2 separate regions of the Capsicum annuum genome follow, and region 1 is linked to region 2. Evidence: chromatin contacts called from public Hi-C data. All regions are on one chromosome and are shown on one strand. Each heading gives the region's core, a stretch centred on a gene start, on an enhancer-like site or on the middle of the called end of the contact. The rest is flanking DNA. Distances are from core to core; before and after follow the strand shown. Region 1 overlaps LOC107854295 (translin). Region 2 holds the start of LOC107854296 (adenosine kinase 2).

The links. Hi-C and Micro-C count contacts between places; a contact is called where the count stands out from the background.
Region 1: a Hi-C map of leaf shows a contact between it and region 2, with 2.4 times the contacts expected there. The contact joins the enhancer-like site here to the promoter of LOC107854296 in region 2. A contact is called at or near these places in 2 of 5 Hi-C or Micro-C datasets (leaf and placenta).

Annotation. Positions count from the first base shown.
Region 1 is chr10:185,576,060-185,578,759 of UCD10Xv1.1, reverse strand. LOC107854295 (translin) reads left to right here. Exons shown (of 7, transcript XM_016699303.2): 7 at 261-552. The coding sequence ends at 373. Among protein-coding and RNA genes, the nearest start is that of LOC107854295, 9.4 kb to the left of the region's middle. Within about 2 kb of position 1,374, at least 5 of the 5 cell types and tissues checked have an H3K27ac peak or open chromatin away from gene starts, as enhancers often do. A contact at or near this core is called in leaf, where this site is marked.
Region 2 is chr10:185,459,179-185,461,878 of UCD10Xv1.1, reverse strand. It overlaps LOC107854296 (adenosine kinase 2), which reads right to left and starts at 1,267. Exons shown (of 12, transcript XM_016699304.2): 1 at 1,012-1,267; 2 at 167-220. The coding sequence starts at 1,094.

The sequences.
Region 1 (2,700 bases), core at 125-2,624, 120 kb before region 2:
ACTACCGAATTCTCCTAGCAGTTTCTCCTGCCTTTCTCGACTCTTCTGTAAGGCAAGAAGGTTACCTAAGTTAGAACTCTATGCACACTAGGTGTATATTTAGGAAGGGTGCATTTACCGATTTGCTGTTTTTCATAGCTTGTATATCCAATGGGGTCCTGATTTTAGTGCTTCGTGTTGATTTTCTGATTCTTATTTTTGTATGATTATATGATGTTGCAGTCTAAAAGTCAAAACAAGTACTTGTTTTTTTTGTGCAGGAATGAAATATGACCTGAGGAAAGTTGAAGAAGTATTTTATGATGTAAAAATCAGAGGCTTGGCTGCAAATGGAGACTCAGCTGGAGCGAAGCAGGCGCAAGGACAATCTTGAATATCTTTCTGTGCACTGTCAATTAAAAATAGGATTTTGTTTTTGTATTTGTGTATGTTCGAGGATGGGTAGTGGCTCTTGTCCAGTTTTAGTTTCTCCTGTAATGCCACAATGCAGGTTCTGTTGATACTGTCAGTGAAACAGGAAAGAGTTGAAGTCTATGCTATTCCTTTTGCCGATGATTACTGTAAATTTTATTCCAAAAAGGTTTTTTTATTAAAATATTGTGGAAGAAAATAGTTAAGTATTGAAAGAAATTGTGGGCTGGATGCCAGATAAGAAAACGCAGAAAATGCACGTGCAGTGTACATGTCTAATCAAATCATTGCTAGAACTGAGCCCTCCCTGCATTATAGTGTTGTGATCTTCTCCCCGTGGTCTTTTGGTGGTAGGTCCCAGACTTCATGTGCTCTACATCCCTTGTTAATCAATGTTTCAAATCCAAGTCACCAAAGTCCAACTTGTAGGTGCGTTGTCTTGAACTTTTGATATTATTCTAGGACAAAACGGTAAGTTTGACAAGTTGGTTACTTGATCTTGAAGGTCTGCACATGAGATAAGTACGGGTTAAAAGTTCACGACTATTTATTTCCAAGGTCATTCCAACAAACGCATATAGCTTTTGTGTGTGCGCGCGTGCGTGATGTGTAGTATATGCACAGCTGTGTGTATTATATACATACAGCTCTGAATGCACCTGCATACAGTGTGTTCCAAACTTAATATTGGGAGTTAAAAGTTGAGTTTCTTCAAGTTTAATCTAACAGGATGTCAATTAGTAATGACCAAAGAAAAGTTGAATTAATATTCAGACTTCACCAATAGTTTTTAGTTCAATAATATGTCATGTGATCGAGAGATCACGGGTTTGACTTGTGAAAATAGTCTCTCATAGAAATACAAGATCAGATTATGTACAATAGATTTTTGTGGTTAAATCCTTCTCCGAATCCTGTTTATAGCGAAAGCTTAGTGCACAAGAATGTGACTTTTACATATTGTCATTTTACCAGGGGCGGACCCATGTGTAATTTTGGGGTGCTCCGGCACCCACTAAATTCGACGTAGATTGGGTATAATTATATAAGAAACACAGATAAATGGTATAATTTATTAAAAAGCACCCAGAGAACAAACATATGGTTGGGTGCAGTGGCTTGAGGATGTGACTCCCATGTCCAATTTTTCAGGTTTGAATCCCTACAGCTACATACTATTTTTTATAAATTTATAAATTTTTTTGAGCACCCACAACCTTGAATTCCTGGATCCGCCGCTGCATTTTACCATACTGGTCCTACTACGACTTCATAAAAGAAGTCACCTTTTGGAAATAAGAACAAAAAAGTTTTAAATCAAGGAAATTTTTTCCAAAAGAACATCAAGGAATAATGGAGAAAACAATTGTTCCAATCAAAAACATGGAATTTCGAAGAAACTTCCTTCATGTAACAGCCAAGGTTTCCTTGATTAAGACATCACATTCTTGTGATATGTTCTAAGGATATAATGCCTGTAGCAAGAAAGATACCATGCTATATTTAATTATTTGATTATTTATCTAATACATGACCAATATTCGTCCTCCCTTTATATAATGCTTTTGTATCAGAGATCAAGTTCCCTTTGTCATTTTCTTTTGTGATATGTAATACATCCTATTTTAAACAAATTCCAACTATTGTTTTGAATATGTCAAAACCCTGAATTCATAATTGAAGTTACAGCAACGAAATTCAGTATAACCTCACAGGTGAGTCATAATTAGAAGTTTGATGAAATAGGAAAGTCTCCCCATCCTTTCTACCCAATCTAAAATCAACTTACTTGGAATTACATTTTCCAAAAAAGGTAGTCTCTTTTTAAACTGTGATCTCTTTATTTTCTTAGGTGGTTAATATATTTTTCACATATTCAAACACTTGCCTCCTCCCCCTCCCCCTCCCCCCCCCCCTCCGCTCGCCCCCCCCCCCCCCCCCCCTCGAAAAAAAAGAAGAAAAAATATCGAAAATAGGAAGACATAATTATTCCATTTCGCATATTTAGTAGAAAGGGTATTATTGAGTTACTTGACTAGTTGAACGGCCCTTTGAACTAGTTGACTAATGGCGAGTGTGTAACCGAGGATAAAATTGACCTAAAGGGCAGCTTGATATACTAAAATTGTTGTTATGCACGAGCTCCACGAAAAGACCAGACCACAAAAGCCTATTGTACCCAAGGTTACACTATATTTCTGCGGGAGATTAGTTTCAATAATTCAAGAATGTTTTTAACCTTTCATTCCTTAAAAAGAAAACAAAACAGAAGCCTGCAGGTACATGTAC
Region 2 (2,700 bases), core at 18-2,517:
CGAACAAGAAACTCCAGACACAAACAAAAGAACGCTCCCCTACTGTTACCGACGCACTCTTACCCCTTAACCCTCTACACAAACACAAAATACAGGGTCCTATCCTAAGCTATGAAATGTGGATAGATACAACGAGTTAAGATAAAAAGAAATACTGTAAACTTACATTGGCAAGTGCTTGTCCTCAGCGAGAATAGCATTGTTCGGCTTGATATCGTACCTAAGGTATAAAAGAAAAAAAGAAAAACATATCATTCAAATAAGACTATGATTTTGTATCCAAATCCAGGTAAAAGTAATGATTATACGAACTATTATACAACTTCACTCGAAAACTGAAAACTAAACAATGGACAATACTCCCTCATTAATATAATTTCTCGGTTATGTAAAATTCTCTTTACTCCCACCGTCCCAAATTTCCTAATTTGATTTGCTATTTTACTTGTCTTTTTTCATTAATCAAGAAGAGATAATTTGTTTTCTCATATTTTATCCTTTGCATTAATTATTTTTTCTTCAAATTAAAATGTAAATATCATAGGAGCACTATGATAAACTAACCAAGTGATTAATAATGTAAATATCATAGGAGCACTATGATAAACTAACCAAGTGATTAATTATTTTTCTTACTCAATGTGCCATCTCAATTTGGGATGGTAATTTGAGAGGAGTATTTAAAAAGAAAAATTGGAAGAACATCATTAATATCTTTTTAATTATCTAAAGTACCACTTTGAAACAAAATAAAACGATTAAAACACCACTTATTTTGGAACGGAGAAAGCATATCAGGAATACGAAGATTGAAAATCGAAATATAACAATAAGTGTAAAGTATATAAATAAATATCTAGGATCATGATCTGTGAAATCAAACTAATAAAACACAAAATTAAACGTTTTTAATTAGCTAAAAATGTGCGGAAAAAAATGTGATGGAATTAATGGAAATGTGTGCAAGCTGATCCGGACACTGTGATTATAATAAAAAATATGATAACTTACTTGTTTAGGAAATCTTGATCGACAACAGCAGAGATATCGAGCAATGGATTACCCATACCCAAAAGAATTCCCTCATACTCCATTTTTGATGTTTTATTTTTTTTATTAGTTATGGAGTTTGTTGCAGATCTTGAAGCTATATAGAAACACCGTTGGTGTTGGTGAATGGTGGGTAAGTGATGGTGACACCTTCTCTTATTGTTTAACTTTAATTAATTAACCAGTGAATGTATTATAACTAGAGGAGTATGAACGTGTCAGCACGGACCTAACGTTAAGATATTTTTATTATATATAGTAAGTTAAATTGATATTAGTTTGAATTATGAATAGATAAAATATATTAACTGCTTAGTAATATTTTTCAAGGAGTCAAGTCTTACAAGATAGTTATGTATAACTTACTCATATAAATAATAAAATTCGATGTATATAGAAGTCTATATATTTTATTATATGATTAAGATTTGCTACATTAAGTAGAAAATATGTTGTATAAAATAGAGAATAATTGTTGAAAAAAATAAAGGGTTATCTAGTCATTACATATTACATCACTTGCAGTTAATAATCCGCACTGTATTCACTAAATTAATATTTTAAATTTAAATTTTAAGTGTTTCAAAAATTATATAGAACTATCTTTCATATTAATTTAAATTATTTGACTTTAAGAACAGAATAAAACATACTTATGTAGATATTTTATTGAACTTTGTTTTTGTATATTCTCCTTCCTTTCAAATGTGAAGTCGTTTGTTAGAGTGTATAAAAATAATGTTGATAGAATGTATTAATAATATTTGCATTAATAATATTTGTATTAATAATATTGGTATTATTTATGCTTACATTATTTCTTATATACTGTTTGATGTACTATATTAGAACTTGCATTTTCAATTTTGATATATTTAAACAAAAATTTTAAAAAAAGATGGATTGCATATATATCCTAAGATTCATCCGGGATCGAGAGTCAATCAAATATTTATATCGTTTAAATTTTTAAGTTATTAATTATTGTGATTTATAGTATTTTTTAAAAATATATAATATATCAAATTATTTTTAGATATTTTAAGTTTTTAATTGTTGTAATTTATAATATTTTTTATGTAATTTTTTAAAAATATATGCTATTTTCCTTGTCTAAAGTTTTATGTCATTAATAGTCAATTATATTTTTTTAAATAATTTAATTTTTAATTAGTGTGTAAAACTTTTTTTACTCCAATTTAAGTGACATGATACTTAGATGACCATAATAATTAATTAGAGGTGATATAGTAAAATTACGATTGAATATATTAGGAAAAAATTAAATTAGGTGAAGTTGTAGTAACAAATAAGAAAGAAAGTAAATTATATATTTGATATGAAATTAAATAAAGAATAAAATTTATTTAATTGCATCAATTATAATTAATTTTTACAATAAATTATCATCCTACTAATAAATTTACTTAAATATATTTGAAACAATTTTATACATAAAAAAGATAAATAAGATTGAAAAATAAATGGAAGATAGAAGGCCTACATATGTACAAAGATATGCAAGGCAGTGTGTGGTGGTATTATGGTAAATTTTGTACATTGCATTGCTTGTAATTAAAGAGAAAAATATGGACTTTTATTCGAACTTTTGATGAGGTTCCAAAATCAAAGCACAAAAAATAATTGAAT